Linked DNA regions of Zea mays: regions 1 and 2 are each linked to region 3. The links are chromatin contacts, called in public Hi-C maps. All regions are on one chromosome and are shown on one strand. Each heading gives the region's core, a stretch centred on a gene start, on an enhancer-like site or on the middle of the called end of the contact. The rest is flanking DNA. Distances are from core to core; before and after follow the strand shown. Region 1 holds the start of LOC103640625 (Protein DYAD). Region 2 holds the start of LOC100272921. Region 3 holds the start of LOC118476080.

Evidence for each region. Hi-C and Micro-C count contacts between places; a contact is called where the count stands out from the background.
Region 1: a contact with region 3 is called in a Hi-C map of bundle sheath, with 4 times the contacts expected there. The contact joins the promoter of LOC103640625 here to the promoter of LOC118476080 in region 3. A contact is called at or near these places in 4 of 25 Hi-C or Micro-C datasets (bundle sheath, leaf and tassel).
Region 2: a contact with region 3 is called in a Hi-C map of leaf, with 2.5 times the contacts expected there. The contact joins the promoter of LOC100272921 here to the promoter of LOC118476080 in region 3. A contact is called at or near these places in 3 of 25 Hi-C or Micro-C datasets (ear, leaf and tassel).

Annotation. Positions count from the first base shown.
Region 1 is chr1:180,115,269-180,118,650 of Zm-B73-REFERENCE-NAM-5.0, reverse strand. LOC103640625 (Protein DYAD) reads right to left here and starts at 1,258. Exons shown (of 7, transcript XM_008664066.3): 1 at 1-1,258. The coding sequence starts at 702. It overlaps LOC100274059, which reads right to left. Exons shown (of 15, transcript NM_001360529.1): 11 at 2,974-3,075; 12 at 2,772-2,881; 13 at 2,596-2,683; 14 at 2,028-2,218; 15 at 1,520-1,949. The coding sequence ends at 1,718.
Region 2 is chr1:179,709,559-179,713,048 of Zm-B73-REFERENCE-NAM-5.0, reverse strand. LOC100272921 reads right to left here and starts at 1,384. Exons shown (of 6, transcript NM_001147373.1): 1 at 943-1,384. The coding sequence starts at 1,017.
Region 3 is chr1:179,921,026-179,924,390 of Zm-B73-REFERENCE-NAM-5.0, reverse strand. LOC118476080 reads left to right here and starts at 2,063. Exons shown (of 1, transcript XM_035964149.1): 1 at 2,063-3,365. The coding sequence starts at 2,262. The coding sequence ends at 2,933. LOC103640624 reads left to right here and starts at 474. Exons shown (of 1, transcript NM_001323568.1): 1 at 474-1,108. The coding sequence starts at 526. The coding sequence ends at 816.

The DNA of each region.
Region 1 (3,382 bases), core at 9-2,508, 200 kb before region 3:
GGCGGTGGCGGCGCCGGCGGGCTTGCTCTCCGCCGCCGCCGCCGCCTCATGCTTCAGTGGGGTCCTCTTGGCGCGCTTGGCGCCCTCCTCCGCCGCCTCACCTGACGTCTCCTGCTCCTCCTTGACGGCCCACGGGGCCTTCTTGGCGCGGCGGCGGCGGTGCAGGCAGCTCTCGTGGTCTTGACCCACCTCCTCCTCCAGCTCGTTCTTGCCCACGGCCAACAGGCACTTGCTGTTCTTGCTGGTGCTCTCCTCGTCCTCGTCCACGCACCGAGCCGCCGCCCGCCCGTGCGTGTGCATCCCCGTAACCTGCCCACAAGCCGCGGGAGAAACCGGGCGGTGCCGTCTGGGGTACTCGGCGCGCCTGGTGACGCCCCAGCCCACGCAGGTGCGGTGCAGGGCGGAGAGCAGGCAGGTCCCGGGCGACGAAGGCGAGCGCCGCGGGGATGGAGGAGGCGACGGGGACTGCTGGTGCCGCTTCCGGGCGAGGAGGCACGGGCTGGTCGGCGCCGGCGAGGGCGATCGCCGCGCGGCCTGGGCCGTGTGCTGCTGCTGCTGCTGCTGGGAGAAGTCGTAGAGGCGGGGCGGGGCGGCCCAGAAGGCGTCGGTGTCGCCGGCGGCCGCGTCCCCGCCCAGGTCCCGCACGGCGGCGCGGCGGCGCAGGAAGCGCGACGCGGGGATGGTGCCCCCGCAGGCGCTCATGGGCGGCCGAGCGCAGACGCGGAAAGTGGAAGGGTGCGAGGAACGAATGTGAGGGGAGGGAGCGAGAGAAAAGGACGAAGCTTTTTCCGAGCGAGTGGCGGCAGCAGCATAGCAGAGCGGCAGAGCCTCGACCCTCGAGGAGAAGCAGAAGGAAGGAAGCGGAGGATTTCAAAAAAAAAAAGGGAAGCAGAGCAGCTGCAGGGCGGGCGCAGCCGCGCAGGCCGCAGGGGGAGCTGCTTTTGCCGTTTCGCCCGTTTGTCGCGTTGCGGGGGGTGATGAGCGGCCTCGTGGTACCTAGAGGGAACTCAGGGAAAGAGTGGGAAGGATCTGCGGGGCCCGCCCGGAGAAGACTTCCTGCCTCGGGCCTTGCGCTAATCTCCTGTCTCAGAATCATGCGACAGACGACACTTGGCGTGGTGGCCCGCAACCACCTGGTCCTCTAGTCTACCTCATCCTATTCCCGTCTCGTTTTGTTTTCTCAGCCATGTGATTTTTTGAATTGCCATCTCAGCCTTTCGCCGCTCCGTCCGTTCTTCAACTGGTTGGACGGTCGGTCCTGGCTCAGGAGTCAGGAACTCAGCAGGATGTGCTAGACCGACCGGGACAGCCGGCAAGTGCAGGGTGCAATACAAATACAATGCACACGAGAGAAGAAAAAAAGAATCAAGAAACCGTCCTCTGTCAACCGCAGAACGGTGATGGTTGTCTTCAGAATTCAAACAGCAGGAGCTCACACCAACAGGCGGTGTCACGGCAAGGTAAGAACGGTCCCAACTTTGAACGACAGTACGACCAGGCAAAAAGCACACACCGAGTTCAAGCATAAGTGTTCCTTTTCCAGACCACCAGAAGAAGTCTGGCCTCATAGTTTAGTTACCATCCAACCCAACCAAGCGTGTAACGACACGTCGTCCTTGTACGACAAAGGCCAGGGCAGGCTCCAAATTCTCAAAAGAACAAGCCTGCGCTGCGCTGCGCATACCGAGGAGGGCCGGGCTCTCAAGCTCAGAGGCGCTCACACGGTTGTGTGCGCAACGTACCCGCCGCCGTCCGTGTAGGTGAGGCGGCGCAGCGAGGCGGAGTGCAGGGCAGGGACGAGGGCCGCGTCAGGAACGGCACCCACCAAGGGCGTCGTGGGCGCAGAGCAGCTGGAGGGGGTGGATCCTTCAGGCTGGACATCCGTGGTGGTGGTGCCCATGGAGTCGAGAGCCACGTTCAAGCCCATCGACGACGGCTCCGTGGCGATCCTGCGAGAGAACCCACGACAAAAGCTCAGCGCAGAACTAGAGTCAGTGTCCGGCGGGGGAGTGGTTGCGCGTACGTACGTCAGATCAAAGCTGGTCGCGTCCAAGCTCATGGCGGCGCACAGCCCAGAGACCACCCATGGCGGCAGAACCGCGTCCTTTACTTCCATGCTGTAGCATACGTTGCCTGCCGTCGACGCAAATGCGGATCCCTGTTCTGTGTCGAACCCGCCGGATGACATGTCTGCTCTCCTCATCTCCCTACACTTCACCTGAGAGATGCATAGTAGGTTCAGAGGATCAGATTTTTTTTATATTAAACCAAAAAAAACCAAACTTTGCAATTACGCAATTCAGTCTAAAGGATGGTGCGCAGTTCAATGTAACCTCCTTTCCACTGCACTAATACAGAAACAAAACATTTTAAGCATGGTGATGGTGTAGCAGCTTCAGATCTAATTATTATGCATTAGCAAAATCAGGGCTTCCACATGCACCAGTTTGCATTTCTAACATGTCGCACTAACATGGTCCCCTTTCTTCCTAAATAAAAGAGTCCAAGTCACCAAGTTTCCTAGTAACAAAAAAAAGGCAGAGACAGACAAAAGAGATAAAACTATATAGAATTGACAGAAGAAGAAAAAAATACCTCTGGGATGTGTAGACAGCCATTTTGAAATGGCTGGGGTGAATACAAGACTGGGACATCCACAGCAGATAATGAATTCAGCAAGGACCTGAAGAATCACAGGATGAGCTTATACAACAGAACTTTCGAGGCAAAAACAAGGATGAGCTTATACGACAAAATGAGATGCGCCGTACTTGTAATTCAATAGAACGTCGTATAGGCCATGAACGTTCTCGTTGCCAGTAAACGAAAGCAGCGACTGCGTGGTGTTATCCACGTCAGATAAAGCATCCAAATGGAGTGCCTGCAGGTTCAGTTATCTTTTGTTTTTACATCCAGTTGGTAGCTGCAGAGTGGCTAAATTCAAACCAGGCGAAACAGGGAGGAAACCAAAACCTGTCCGACATTGCGCCTTTCGATTTCTGAAAGTTCAATAAGGTCGTCCTCAGTAGCCTGCTCCACTTCAGTGCTGCAAAGAGGCATAGAAAAGCAAACGCCCTGGCAACAGTGCAAACTGATGTGGTTACAAGGTGATCCATTCAGATAAAATGATTTTAATGTGGTATAGAGATACAAAAAAAGGGTTAAATAAGCTTGAATTGTCTCTGGTATTTTGAAATTACTGTATCAGTCCCATTATCATACCAGGCAACGGTAGGCAAAGGACTTCATCCAACAAATATAGTTGACAGTTGAAAAACGGCCAACATGTATCTACAGTCTACACATCAGTATCATTTACTAGTGCCTTAATGGTTGGTTAGTAAGAATATATGGACCCGTTTGTTTCAGCTTATTGGGGGGG
Region 2 (3,490 bases), core at 135-2,634, 210 kb after region 3:
TCAAAAGTGGCTTTCATAACACTAAGGCGATTGTATCATTCCATGTTGATAATTAAGGGAAATTCAATTTGTATACATATGAACATACGAATTGAATATGAAAAACTTGACCTCTCAGTGAACACGAATTACGAATTTTCTCATATAATAACCCCTTTTCTTGAAAATAGTGTATATAAATTAAAGTAAAGTTCAATAATACTACCCATGCACATGCATGTATATACACTGCTACAGTTGCCTTTGGTTTCTGTATAGTGGACGCTGTTCACCACTAGTTTCAGTTAATTAAAATCAAGGGATTCAAGAGAGCGCAACTGGAGGATATAATGCAGGAATTTTGTTGTACACCCAAAGAAATATCATACACAGAAGTACATTACAGAGCAACCAAAACAAAATCTAGAGAACTTCCAGAAGTACATATTTAAATCGAATTACATATCTAGCTAGCAAACTGATCGGTCCATGTACCTGGCCCTCAAACAGCAGAAAACATCCTTTCCAAAGGAACAAGAAATTTGAAGAACAGAAAAAGGATGGGAGCTTCAAAAGAGAAAATTCGGAACTAGATTTGAAGAAATTGAATCGAAGAAAGCAGACGACATGCTAGGCAGATCTCGTGAAGAAAAAGCCGATTTACTGCCTCTTTAATTTTCGGTTAACTGAGAGAAGGGGCCGGGGCGACCCCCAAGCCTAAACCAATTTGGAAGAGCGCAGGTAGAAAACAAATCGTGGGAAAGAAAACAGGCCAATATAACTGCGTGGCGATGAGGGTGCATGGGTACGGAGGCGCGCGGCAGTCAATTCATCACTGCGCATAAATCTCGAAAGCAGATTTAGGGAGGCAGAGAAAAAGGGAAAGTAGCAGCTAGCTAGGTACCAGTACCACTACCACCAGCCAGCCAGGCAGAGAGTTCATCGATCCTGATCTTAGCTTACCGCGAGAACTGTGTTGCAGAAGTTGCAGTGCACATAGCACACATGGTCCGCCGGCGCGATTTGGGCCGACGACATTCCTTCTGACCGATCGGTCGTCGTCTCCGCCCCCTGCCGCGCGCCGCCGCCTCCGGCCGCACGAACAACAGCAGTGCTCTCGATCGATCTCAGCTCCCGGCAACCAGCAGCAAGAAGAAGGAGAAGAAGAGCGAGGAGGAAAACCGTACCAACAGCTACAGCTCAGTTCTCAGCTAGAAAGGCAGCAACAAGCTAGGTTTGCACATCCATCCTACTGATATATATGTGGAGAGAGAGAGCGCTAGAGTGAGAACTGAGAGACGGTGGAAGGAGAGATTGAGCTATCCCACTTTCCTCTTTTCTTTTCGCGTAGAGAGAGAGAGAGAGAGAGAGAGAGAGAGAGAGTGCAGCAGTGCCTTTATTTGCTGTGGTGGCCTTATGTGTGTGGAACTGTGGAAGCAGCAATGTGCTGGAGAGAGGGGAAATGCCCCATGATTGCTACAATGAGTGGGTGGGAGATACCCTCCTACCATGCATGCCTATCTATCCATCCATCTCACAAGCATAATCTTGAAATAAATGCACATATAACCCTACCGTTTCTTCCTTTGAAAAAATCAATTTTTTAGGCCAACTGAATCTATGGAACAAATAATATTCAGAGTATGCAATATATAGATATTAGTATATACTATTAGACTGACTATACGCAATGCACTTGGAAATAAAAAAAGTGGCGATTACTATTTTTTTTCTATATATATACATCTCCATTATTCGAACTTAAAACGTTTGAATTAATTAATCCTGAGGATATGCTGTGCTCGAAGACGAATGTTGTAATCCAATAGAAACCATGCATGTGTATGTACCCCCTGCTGCTCTCATGCATGCATCATAAATTGTCCACCCACAAAAAGATCTGCACGCGTTCAGTCGTCGCGGATGAATTCTTCACGTATGCACAGCCACTAAATTCCCACTGCTACAGTCAGCAGCACTGCTGCGCCGGCCGGCCGGGCCCAAACTCTATTTTTCCCAAAGAAAATAAACTAATTTTTCTTGGGAAAATGTAAATCTCTCAGAAAAATGGAGTTTCCAAACTAGCTCTTAGTATTAATTAATTAAAGTCAGGATATAACTGAAGATTGGGTTTGATACGCGCAGATGTCAAATGAATAATGGCGAGGGCGAGATGCAAATTGGTATATGGCCCATGTCTGATGTATTAATTAATATGTGACATTGGCTTGTTGGATATTTCCTTATTATGAAAGCCGGACAGAAACGCGCTCAATCAGGGCATCCACGTCGTCTCATTTCATCTTCATCGTTGGATCATAGATGAGCGACCCACGGTGAACTCCCTTCGTCTGCAAAACCACGTCCTCTACGCGCTCGCTAAGTCGCTCCTAGAAACTTCACAATGCGTCGCGTCCCGTCCATTCCTTTTGCCCCAAAATCCAGCTTGCCCAAGAGCCTCCGGTTCCTCACACCTCTGTCGATCCCTTGATCCCTCCTCTCACACTCCTCTGGCGCTCCCTCCAGGCTGCAGGACCACCTCCAATGGCGCTAGCACTGTCGCTAGCCGCGAACCCGGAACTAGGGAGAAGCCTCCGCAACAAGGAGCCCCCCACCCGGCCACCCCTCGCCCGCCCGCCTCAAACGCCGTCTCGCTAACCAGGTACTTCATCCCTTCACACCCTACAAGAAGGCAACCTTCCGACTCCGCGACGATGTGACGCACCTTCCATTCGTTCGCTAGGGCAGCACGCAGCTTGCAGGCCGCTCGACGTCAAGCTCACTGTCTTCTTCCTGGCTTGCACCACCAAGCCAGCCTCCAAGACCACCGCCAATACCACCGCTACCTCGGACCCGCTCAAGGCCTCGATACTCATTCGGTTTGCCTCCTTCCCTCTTTAGTGTTGGTGTTCCCGCAGCAGGAGCAGGTGATGTTGCTCCCCGAGATGGCGAGCCTGAACCTCACAGAGGCATCATGGAGGACTTCGCCATATTTGCACCGTTGGATTGAGGTGAGAGGAATTGAAGATTGAGGAGAATAGCAAGAGCAAGATTTGAGCATTTTATAATTTCAGCATTCGTCGCGTTATATTTGGAAGTTGAAATTAAAGCATACAAAAATTATTATTTTGTGCTAAATCATTGATGAGTGAACGTTCGCACACTGCAGTTTCATGAAGGAAGACAATCTCTTAGCCGCGAGGAGAAGCTTACAGAGGCAACATCTCAGCACATGTCGTTGGGTAGCAGCCGAACGAATGTGTGATGGAAGCAGGTACTACTCACCAGTATATAATATATTTTAGGGGGTGTTTGGTTTAAAGGGACTAATGTTTAGTCCCTACATTTTATTCCATTTTAGTTCCAAAATTGCCAAATATAGAAACTAAAACTTTATTTTAGTTTCTATATTTAGCAATTTATATACTAAAAAGGAATAAAATGAAGGGACTAAACATTAGTCCCTAGAAACCAAACACCCCCTTAATCTCTATACAGAGTAATTTCGGTA
Region 3 (3,365 bases), core at 814-3,313:
AGCTAAAAATAACATCTTTTTTCCTAACCACTATTTGCCTAATTAAAGAGGAGTTTTGTGGTCCATTTACACAAACACAACGTTTTATATGCTATGTTTGCGGCACACTAATTTTGTTTAGTGGGCCGTTGGAACGCAAGCCGTGCCAAAACCAAAACACAGGTCGGTGTGTGCGGGTGAATTAACCACGTGTAGTGGCCGGCCGGCCGGGCTCGCGGTTGTCCCAACCCACTTTGGCTCGTAAACCAAAATAAAACAAAAGCTGCTGGTGCAGCATGCATGCATGCATGTCACGACTACCTCGATCGGAGCCGGAGTCGCCATCGCCACGCTCTTTTTTCCCTTCTCGTTTGTCTCGCAGCATGCCAGGAGTAGGAGGTAGCCAAGATAGATCGCCAGCCGGACGGTCGTTCGTTCCATCGATCTATCTATACCCGTATATCGTCGTTGAAGCTGTGCGGCTGTGGTCCGGTGGAAGCCAGCTGCCTAGCGGAAGGTCGGCGGCGGCCCGCCTCGCTGATCGCGATGGAGCGGCGGAGCAGCAGCGGCGCGGGGAGCTGCCTGGGGCTGCTGGCGGTCGCCGTGGTGTCGACGAGCGTCATCCTCGTCTCCTACCGCCTCCACCGCCGCCTGGAGGCGGACCTCAGGGTCATGATACTCGGCGAAGGCGACGGAGCCGCGGACCAGGGCCGGCGCCGCACGAAGAAGAACAAGAAGGTGCGCTTCGCGGCCGACGTGGCGGAGCCGTCGTCCAGCCGAGAGGAGTACCGGCGGCGGCGGGCGTCGACGGCGGCGGCGGTCACCCGAGCAAGATAGCACGCCGCCGCCGCGCGTCAGCCTGACTTGTGGTGCATGGCTGTGTAGCTTGCGTGACGTGGCGGCATGCACGTTCAGCTGCCGTACGTAAGCCGTTGCGGTTTCCGTGGGCTGTGTGTGCTTGTTCAGTGCGAATCGACGCGTGTGCTTGCATGCCGTATGAGACAAACAAACGGAAACAAACAAACTCGATCTTTCCAGGCTCCGATCCATGAGTTTCATAACCAAACACCATCCATGTGCATGTACTGGGAACCTGACGGTAAAGATACAACTTGGCTCATCTAAGAAGAAAACCAAACATGCCCTATATATCTGCAGTTAGTTGTGAGAGATTATTACAACGATGGATACCATCACATCTTTCCGACAATGCATGTTGCGAAGAAGAAGCTTCCCTCTAGAACACACTTCGTCTCACCGCCACAACCACACATGTGGTTCTGATTGGGCGCGCATTCCGCTTTTAGGTAGGTTCCGAAGCCAGTTAAGACGGAACAACTCCATCCCAGGGAGCGGCTCCTTTGGAAAGCGGTTCATATTTCTGCGAAAAAGACCTTACGTCATCGTGGACCGTTCGAGTTCCAGACACGGACCATTCTAAATCACACAGAGAAGGAAGCGCTCTTACAGCGAGGTCACAGACCGTCCGACGCCGAACCACGGACCATCCGCAGGAGTCCCGTAGAAAGCACCGCTAGATGGTTCATTTTAGTGTTTGGTACCAAATCGACATTAACACCGTGCTTCGTCGTCACGTCGTAGTTCATGGAGGCTAGATGGGAGATGTTCTGCACGTCGCAGAAGAAAAAAAAAGGAAAGGGAAATTCAGCCGTAAAGTGCGGGCAGAGGCTGATCGACCAGTACAACTAAGACTTTGTTTGGATACTCTAGTATTCATCTAAATTCGCATGTATTAAAATAGATTGGAGTGTAAATCAAACTAATTTATACCCTAATCCGCTGAACACTAGAGTACCTCAAAGCTTAATTGGGATCGGTTTAATTTCAACATCAGCTGCATAGTATTGCCAAGAAAAGAGGAACTAAAAAGAAGAGAGAGGGATAGGAAAAAAAAGAACAGATAGATAGATAGCTGGACCCACGTGCCAGCCTCCCCACCACCAGAAACGGGTCGCGCCTGCCGTGGAGCGGCCTGACGGGTTCCCCGGATGACGCGAGCCCCAGCCCTCGTGTCTGTATATATATATGATGTGGGAGGCCCCACCCGTCAGCCGGACGAAAGCTCCCTAATATATACGGCGGCGCCCCGCGCATGCCACAACCGCCTCTCTCGTCCTCCCCTCCCCCGTGCGAATGCGTCTCCTCCCTCGGCCGGCCGCTCGTCCGCTCGCTCTCCCCCGCACGAATCTCCAGGTGATGGCGGCGCGCCGCTGCCACTGACGTCGCCAGCGGTGGCGGCGGCGAGCGCGCGATCGCGGGCGATGGCCGCCGAGGCCAGCATGGAGCGCGCGCGCGACGGCCGGCGCCACGAGCACCAGCAGAAGCAGCAGCGGCGCAGCCACCGGCGGTCGGCTTCGGCGTCCGTGACCTCGTCCACGAGGCAGTGGGCATCAGGGTCGGCGTCTGCGTCGGCGTCAGCGTCTCCGTCCCAGGCGGCGGCGGCGGCGGCGCAGGAGTCGGAGCGGCGGCTGCGGCGGTCCCCGCCCGTGGAGGCGCGGCGGGAGCGCGAGCGGCGTCGGGCGCGCGAGCAGCCGCGGTGCGGGGAGGTGGCGGGCGGGACGGCGGCGGAGTGCGCCGCGGTGTGCTGCTGCTTCCCCTGCGCGGTGGTGGAGCTGGTGGTGCTGGCGGCCGTGCGCGTGCCCGCCGCGCTGTGCCGCCGCGCGCTGCGCGCCCGCGCGCGCCGCAGGCGCGCGGCCAAGAAGAAGAAGGAGGAGGCGGAGCTCCTCGGCGCCTCGGGCGCTGCCGCGTCCGCCTCCCCGACCGCGGCGGCGGCCCGGGACCGCAACGGCGACGCCCTCGACTTCTGCCACTGGCCCGCGCGGGCGGAGGCCGGGCGCGACGAGCTCGCCGAGGCGGAGGCGAAGGTCTGGGCCAGCTTCCAGGGCGCCGGCTTCTGGCGCAGCCCGTCGCAGCGCGAGGAGAGGAGGTGCTAGCTCCTGATCGACCGCCGCCGCCACATCTCTCCGTGCCGGTTTCTTGGACCCGATCCCGATCCGTCGCATGCCGCATACAATCCTCATAGGGAAAAGATGAACGAACTCCAGCGATTGGTTGATCGATCGGCTGCAGATTGCTGCGACGGCGACGACCGGTTTCATTGATTGCTCGCGTTTTTTCCTTTTTCCGAAATATTTTCTTGCATTGGGTGGGAGGAGGGAAGGAACTGTATCTTCTTTCATTGTTGTTCTTGATCGTTCGTGCGTCTTTCAGATACTGTTGTTCTGACGTGCATGTGGTGGACACGGTCGGCCAACCTTGTCTCCTACTATTCATCATGCACTAGGGCTGGCTGTGACGATGTTCTAGCTAAGTAGTAGGAGCAGCTATACCCCTACGTCCCAGCTGGTTTATGTCATGGAGAGACA